Regions from separate parts of the Mus musculus genome. Here region 1 is linked to region 2. Evidence: chromatin contacts called from public promoter capture Hi-C data. All regions are on one chromosome and are shown on one strand. Each heading gives the region's core, a stretch centred on a gene start, on an enhancer-like site or on the middle of the called end of the contact. The rest is flanking DNA. Distances are from core to core; before and after follow the strand shown.

The links. Promoter capture Hi-C pulls out the DNA fragments that hold promoters and counts their contacts.
Region 1: a promoter capture Hi-C map of cranial neural crest shows a contact between it and region 2. The contact joins the promoter of Tspan1 here to the promoter of Eif2b3 in region 2. A contact is called at or near these places in 3 of 39 promoter capture datasets (cranial neural crest, hippocampal neurons and liver).

Annotation. Positions count from the first base shown.
Region 1 is chr4:116,166,129-116,170,463 of GRCm38.p6, reverse strand. Tspan1 (tetraspanin 1) reads left to right here and starts at 2,866. Exons shown (of 8, transcript NM_133681.4): 1 at 2,866-2,998; 2 at 3,392-3,456. The coding sequence starts at 3,400.
Region 2 is chr4:117,018,044-117,022,296 of GRCm38.p6, reverse strand. Eif2b3 (eukaryotic translation initiation factor 2B, subunit 3) reads right to left here and starts at 2,895. Exons shown (of 12, transcript NM_001111277.2): 1 at 2,821-2,895; 2 at 1-142. The coding sequence starts at 132.

The DNA of each region.
Region 1 (4,335 bases), core at 1,617-4,116, 850 kb after region 2:
TCTGACCTCTTAGTGCTCCTTGTTCTGAGTCAACTACTCTCTTACACAGACCAGGAAACGGAGACAGAAAAACAAATCTCGGCAGAGTAGTGGGGTGGGATGACACATACCTGGAACTCTAGCATTAGGGAGGCTGAGGCAGGACGACCAAGAATTCTAGTTAGTTGGGTGTGGCGTTTCACAACTGCAATCCTAGCGCTTGACACAGTCCTGCTTCAGCTGTCCAAGTTTGAGGCAAGTCTGGAACTACAGAGTGAGACCTCTTCTCGAAAGAAATAAAGCCAGGTTGGTGGCTCACACTTATGATCCCAGCACTCTGGAGACAGGATCAGGCAGGTTTCTGAGTTCAAGGCAAGTCAGGAGCTCCAGAACAGCCAGGTCAATATAGACCCCTCCTCCCCCCACCCCCAACCCCCCCCACACAGGATAAATAAATAAATAAATAAATAGGGGCTGGAAAGTTGGCTCAACCATTAAGAGCACTTGCTGCTCTTCCAGAGGACCCAGTTTGATTTCCAACACTTACAGGATTCCTGTCTGTAACTGTATTTCTAGGAGATCTCTTTTCTTCTAGCCTCTGGACAGGGTGCACAGAACAGACACACATGCACACAAAACATTCATACATGTTAAATACAATTTAAATTTAAAAATAAATAAAATGGGGCTGGAGAGATGGCTCAGCGGTTAAGAGCACTGACTGCTCTTCTGAAGGTCCTGAGTTCAAATCCCAGCAACCACATGGTGGCTCACAACCATCCGTAATGAGATCTGGCGCCTTCTTCTGGAGTGTCTGAAGACAGCTACAGTGTACTTAAAGCATATAATAAATAAATAAATCTTTAAAATAAATAAGTAAATAAATGAATAAATAAATAAAAAAATGGCCAGGCACAGTGACACACATGGGATTAAAGAATCCCAGCATTTGGGAGTCAGAGGCAGGCGATCTCTGTAGGTTTGAGCCAGCCTGTCGTACATAGCACCACGACAGCCAGAGGTACATAGTGAGACCCTGTCTTGAAAGAACAAAAATAAAAACAAATAAATAAACAAATAAAAATCCCCAGGGCCCACACAGCTAAGAAATGACAGAACCAGAATTTGGGGAGCAAGGACTTGTGAAGAACCTCTCAACCAGGAAGCTTGGAGTAGGAAAACAAAGAGGGAGCCCCAGAAAAGAAGGGTTACAGAACCTTGGGGTGATAGTGTCTCCTTTGTAGGCCCATAGTGCCACCTGCTGGCAGAATGACCAGGGCCATACTCTGGATTCCAGAATATGGAGAGGGGGAAAAGAAGAGTGGGGGGGGGGCGGGGGGGGGGGCTGGAGAAATGACATAGTGGTTGAGGCTGCAAAGGACCTTGGTTTGATTTCCAGCACCCACATGGTGGCTCACTGCCTCCTTAACTTTCAGTTCCAGGACTCCAGGGGATCTGATGGGCTGCTCTGAACTCCGTAAGAACCAGGCTCACACATCAGAGATATGCAGGCAAAAGGATGTAAAGAAGGAGGAGGAGGAGGAAGAGGAGGAAAAGGAGGAGGAGGAGGAGGAGGAAGAGGATGATGACGGTGACCTTGAAGTCTTGTGGGTTTTGTGAAAGGAAGAGGAAAAACAACCATTTCCTGTTCTGTGGTGAGAACAGAGGACCATGATCATATCCTTGAAAGTGTGTGTGTGTGTGTGTGTGTGTGCACCCATGTGCAAGTGTATGTGTGTGCATATGTATGAGCGTGCATATGTATGAGCATGTGTGTGTGTTCTCATAAGTGTATGCACATGAATGTACATTTGTTTGTGTGTGCATATGTGTGTGTGTGCGTGCACGCACGTGCTCACGAGTGTGTGCATATACTTATGTGTGTGTGAACACGCAAGAGACAGTGTGAGACATGTTCATTTACATTCAAGAGTACCACTCTGCTGGGCAGTGGTGGTGCATCCCTTTAATCCCAGCACTTGGGAGGCAGAGGCAGGCAGATTTTTGAGTTTGAGGTCAGCCTGGTCTACAGAGTGAGTTCCAGGACAACCAGGTCTACACAGAGAAACCCTGCCCTGTCTTGAAAAACCAAAAGAAAAAAGGAAAAAAAAAAAGAGTATCACTCTATGTTATATACGTGACTGAGTTTTTTTTTTTAAAGATTTATTTATTATTATATGTAAGTACACTGTAGCTGTCTTCAGACACACCAGAAGAGGGAGTCAGATCTTGTTACGGATGGTTGTGAGCCACCATGTGGTTGCTGGGATTTGAACTCTGGACTTTCGGAAGAGCAGTCGGGTGCTCTTACCCACTGAGCCATCTCACCAGCCCTTTTTTTTTTTAAGATTTATTTATTATTTATTATATGTAAGTACACTGTAGCTGTCTTCTGACACTCTAGAAGAGGGAGTCAGATCTCATTATGGATGGTTGTGAGCCACCATGTGGTTGCCGGAATTTGAACTCAGGACCTTCGGAAGAGCAGTCGGGTGCTCTTACCTGTTGAGCCATCTCACCAGCCCCCCGTGACTGAGTTTTGTGTGTAAACATATGGGTGGCAGCTCGAGCAGATGTGGGTGCCAGTAAACACACAGTTTCAAGGTAAGAATCATATCACACTATTGTGAGCGAGGCACCCAAAAGTTCTAGAAAGCTACTTGTCCAGCTCCTGACACTGCTGCCCCATACACCCCTTTTCAGGAGAGGCAGAGTCTATGGTGACATTTCCAGGTAGAGATTTAATTATTGCTTTCAGTGTTGGGAACTTATCTCCAGGCAGTAGGGGGCAGCAGGGGCAAAGAAGGCTAATCAGCCTTGGGTGGGGCCAGCGGGCGGGCCTGCGGCCAGGAGGTTTTAAAACACCTGCCCCACCTGTAGGTGAGTAGTGTTTTGCGAGGACTAGCCGCTCCTTCAGCGTTCTGCCAGCACACTGAGTGGCAGTTTCCTGGAGCTGTTCTGTTCCTTCTGGAGTGCAACAGATCCCGTTCAGAACCTATTGCCAAGAGCCCTGAAGCAGGTGATGGCATAGACCAGGGATTAATCTATGAATAGGTACCAGTCTAAAAACAGGTTTGGGGTGCTAGAAAAAGCCATTGGTGGGTACTGAAGAATCTGAGATTGGTTTAGAAAGAGGATTAGGAAAGACAGGTGTCAGGCAAGGGTGTTGAGTGGTCTGGAGTGTGAGATCAGGCTTGTAATACCTGCATGGGGATCTGGGGATATTAAGATCTGAGAACTAGTACAGGTGGGCATACGTGTCAACAAAAGGACTGGAAAAAGTTCTGAGATATTAGAGTCCAGATGCAGGGGAAATTTGGTGAGAAATAACAAGATGTTGGACTCAAAAAAACACAGCCAGCCCAGGGCAAGTGGGAGGTAAGGCCCTAATTTGTGCATGTCTGTTTCCCAGGACACACCATGCAGTGCTTCAAATTCATTAAGGTCATGATGTTCCTCTTCAATCTACTCATCTTTGTAAGTATGGTGGTTGTGGGTTTCCTGGGGTTCCTTACAAAAGCAGGTCACAGTCTGAACAGAGGCCAGGCTGGAGAATGGGAAACTAGGTACCCAGACTCTGCCCTGTAAATTTTCCTATATGAGAAGGAAGCAGAGGGTCTTCCCAAATGCTGATTCCTGATTCCACTAACAACCTGACTGCCACACAGAGGTTTGGGTGAAGATGCGGAAGGCTAGGGATGGAGAAGCTTGAGTCTCTCACCTCCCTTCTAGGAAGGATCATTCTGGGGCAGGGCTGGCTAGCAGGAATGATTGTCCCCCCTCCCCCATTTTAAAATAGGCATTCACGGTTCAGAGAGGAAAGGGGCTCTGCTTAAGTTTATAGTGTAAAAGGCAATTCAGTGACCACCGTGCGTTGAAAAAGCTGAGAGTCTTATCCATGCCTCTTAGTTGACTCAATAAGTACTCATTGACTGGGCTGGCATTTAAGGGTCTGAGATTGTTGTTCAGTGGTAGAGCATTTGCTTAGCATGCACGAGTCCACAAACAAAAAGGAAAATATTCATTGACTAAGACTCAGTGCTATGTGCTAGGGTAGAGCCAGGCCATTCACTGCCCTTGAGAATCTCAGGTTCAGTAAATCAGATAGGCTGATCATTGTCAAAGAGGCTGATAATTGCTATATATACTGACAATTGCAAAGTGGTACTTTTAGATTTACCGGCAAGGCTAAGTAAGGGAGGCCCTGAAGGGGTTTGAATACAGCCTAGTTGGAAAGTGCTTCCTGGAGGAAGTAGTTGAGGTTGGACATTTGCATTGGGTGGGGGAGCCCTAAAGGGCGTAGGAAGGCCCAGAGGTAATGAAATTTGATATTGTTTAGAAAACCTGGAACAGATT
Region 2 (4,253 bases), core at 1,646-4,145:
CTCAAGCAGGTTCAGCGGGTACCAAATTAAAGGTTTGTTTCCAACTGGAAGCAGAGGCTTGGGAATGCTGGAAGTCAAGTCTGTCATCCGAGATCCCCCACCAACGGCCATAACCACCGCTTGAAACTCCATTTTTATAAAGCTGCAAGCACAGGAAGAGAAAGAGTGGCTTAAGTCAAATGATACACAGTACTATTTGTCTCTATTTACATGAGTACTTCCCACCTACACCAGACGTGCCACTTCTGATTTAGTTACCAGAGTAAGAAACACTCCCTCACGGTAGCAAAGATTGTTCTCGCCTTCTCTGGCCAACAGTTTTAGCTCTGATCTCAGTAAAAGCAGATAATATAAATTTAAAACTTCTGGTCCTCGCCCTTGAGTTGTTTATAGTTAAGAACAGACAAATTCAAGTGCCAGTGGTGGTGGCATATTTAATCCCAGCACTTGGGAGGCCGAGGCAGGCGCATCTCCATGAGTTCAAGGCCAGTCTGCTCAACAGAGTTAATTCCAGCACAGCCAAAACTACACGTGAGACCCTGTCTCAAAAACACAAGCTTCTTTAGGGTCTGGCTGGAGAATTGTAGTTCTCACCCTTCATAAAGGAAATGGTCCTTTGCAAAAGATTTAGATCATCACAGAAGACCACAACTGATCAAAACAAAGAGCTGTGGAGCCTGGTCCCAACTAATACCTGTAAGAAAGTCCCGCAGCCAAGGCTCCGTGATCATTAAAAAGACAGAGGGACAGGAGGTTTGCTAGATATGGTCTGTGTCTCCTAGATATGCCAGAGACTATACAGCCATAAAGTGTCACCAACATGGCTTCCTAAACGAGACCTGAACAAGGATAACACCAACTGACATGTTAATGTCTGGGAGGGAAAGCTTACAAGGCCTCAACCCTAAGCAAAAAAAAAAACTACAGGCAACTAAGAAATTCTGAGAGCAAGTGAAATAGTGAACATCAATTGATTATCCAATACCAAATGACCAGTCCTGGGGAAATACACATAATCAACATGATTATGAGAGAGCAGCTGTAGTTATGTATTTAGGAATATACACATCCACACATTCATGAAGCTGTTGGGATTAAATGAGGGCTCACTTGTCTGGTATTTATGAGGCCTTAGGCTGGATCCCCTACACAAGAATAAAAAAGTATTTCTCTATAAGACATGCAAAGTAACGTTCATCCTATCACACGCACTATATACATGTTTCATATTATTGGACAGATGCTGGATCACGGAAAACACACTATACCAACTAAAATATACTGTGCTATAACTCTGGGTTTTCTTTTGTAACAAATACTTATTTTTTTTTTAATTTTATGTGTGTGTTGAGTGCACATATGGAGTCAGATCCCCTGTAAGTGGAGTTATAGATGGTTCTGAGCTATCATGTAGGTGCCGAGAACTGAACCTAGGTCCTTTGGAAGAATATACGCTGCTTTTAATCACTGAGGCACCTCTCCAGCCCCCTATAGGTCCTTTTTAAGTGGACAGGTATTATTACGCTGTCATAGCTAGTGTGATGGCCTTTCCTAGATGTGACCCTCACTACAGATCAGTACATGCAACCTGGTGGTTCCAGACTCTAGAACCACTTCTAGAGGTCATCATATTGATGCTTGTGAATCTAGTGCCAATACCTGGTTATAAAGTGTGAATTAACCTCCTGGGCTCAAGTGATTCCCAGTCTTACCACCTTAGCAGCCAGAACTGCAGGTCTACGGCTACTCCTGCTTTAGGCTGGTTTTCTCCTGGGACAAGTAACCAAGTAGCAAAACTCTTTAAAAAGACTCTGCTCAGAAATCATCTTGCATAGCATGAAGCTACAACTAACTTTTTGCACACCAATGATGGGACTTCTTTCACCTGCTGCTTCTACTATACTCTGTACGGACTGTGTCAACCTTTATAGGCTTCACTGCAGGCATTCATTTAAATGCCTATTAAGAGTGAGTTCCTTGAAGTTGGGGACTATGTGTTGTCAGGATACACCCAGTCAGATGCCAGATACTATATGTGGAATGAGCATCTGTGAACCTCACAGCAACCCCACATTAGTGTTAAGCTCAAATGTGTACAAGAACACATTTGGAACCCAGGTGGCTAGAACCTAAAGTTCCTGTTCTCAATCTCTGGGTTAAGGAGGAAAAAAAAAAAAAAAGACGCAACCTAAGAAACAAGAATACTTATGAACCTAACCAATCATAAGGCTAGACTTAAAAGTTTCAACTTTACCGTCGTGACTCCCAATACCAAGTCGATGAGTCTCACCAGCCTCCAAGTTTTACAGGAGGCGTTTACAGAGTCCCAGTCATGCCTTCCTCACAGTTGCCGTCTTCTGTCCTAAATTGTAAGATCGGCTACTGCATTGTAATTGGTTTGCCAAACCTTTGCGCGCTGCCTAAAAGGGCCTTACTGTATCCCATTTAGTCCCTGCCTTGAGCCCAAATAAATGTGGGACGAATAAATAATGTGGAAACCATGTCAGCAAGGCACCAAGGGAGTCTAGTGCTCACTCGGTGTGACTTCGGGCAGAACTGTCCCTCCCTGAAACTCAGTTTTTCCATCTGTTGCACAAGGCTTGGACTCTCCAGTCCCCCAGTCGGGACGCATGGCTCTACGGCCAGGGCCGGCAGTGTCTCGCCCGGCGATTTCGGGAGCGCAGTCCCTGTCTGCCTACTCGGGTCCTGCTCGGCTAGCTGGCCTCCCTCACAGGAACCCGGCTTTCCAGCATCCGCGCGCCGCTCTCCCTGCTCAGCCAGCTCGTGCCCCGCCTGGCACCGCACTAGCCCCGGCTTTACCTCAGCTATCCGCACGCCGCAGCCTCTCCCAGCGCTCCCCACGCCGCCTCTGGCTGACAAGCCAAGAGCGCAGGCGCGCGGTGGCCGAGCGGTTCGATACGACGCGCCGACTCAGGAAGGAGGAACGAGTGCCGAGTAATAGATGGCAGAAGGCAAGGATGCTCTTGCGGAGCGTGCCGGAGACCAAGCGACCGACGAGCCGTGGCGTGGAGTTTCTGTATTGCTGCCTAGTGCTTGTTAAATGTCCCCTTCAATCTCTAACGTTTCGGAGTTGCCATTCTAAATCCCAGCCTCACGGCACTGTAAATTTGGCTTGTCAATACTTTTTGTTTTGTTTTGTGATTTTTTTTTTTCAAGACAGGGTTTCTCTGTGTAGCCCTGGCTGTCCTGGAACTCACTCTGTAAACCAGGCTAGCCTCGAACTCACAGAGAACCGCCAGCTGCAATCTCCCCTGCCTCTGCCCCCGGTAGACTGGGATTAAAGACCTGCACCAACACTCATAGAAGATTCAAGAATTTAAAAAAACAAAGCAAAACAAAACACCTACTAAATTCCCTTGCAAGCCAGCGGTTGGTTAGGCTTCTAGTGTGCAAGATGCCTGATTTGGCCTTTGTGTCAGCAAACTTTAGCCATTCAAACAATAAATTCATTTCTGATAGTGTGAGAACCGGACTTAGAGCGTTTCTCCCTGGGAGGTAAAGCCCCTAAAACATTCCCCCAAGCTTGTTTTCCCTGTTCTCTAAAAATACAGCTAGAAAGAAGCTCTTTGTTCTCTATAGCCAGCAAAAAGCCTTTTTGTTTCTATACCTTACAACCAGAGATGCGATAATTGTAATTTTACCAAGGATACCCGGCAGAGAAGAGCTGTTGAGTTATTGGGGTGCGGGCCAGCTCATCCCGGGACTTGAGCTGAGGCCCAGCTTTGGGGGTCTTACAATAGCACTTAATGGTTTGAAGAGAGTAAGTCGGGTTGAGCCTTGGGAAAGAGCCTTGCAAGCTGACTAGACAGCAAGTGCAAAGATCCTGCCCGTGGTGGTGAATGCCTATAATCCCAACACTTGGGAGGCAGAGGCAGGCCTATGTCTGTCAGTTCGAGGCCAGCCTGGTCTACAGAGTGATTTCCAGGACAGCAGGGCTACACAGAGAAACCCTGTCTCAAAAAACAAAAAAACAAAAAAACAGCAACAAACAAACAAATCCCAAAAGAAACCCCGGAGTTCAATAAAGAGTAGGAAGGGCACTGCAGCAGAAATAAAGTGAGAGGGGAAGTGGGTGAGTAAAGGCTACCAGAGGGAGCCAGATGGAGGAGACCAGAGAATTCAGACCCCACCGGCTTGTAGGCTATAGCAAGGAACATAAGTTTTTTCTGTGGAATGTATAATGAACATAACGTAAGAAAACAGAGACAGAAGCACTCTTTTTTAATAGCTTC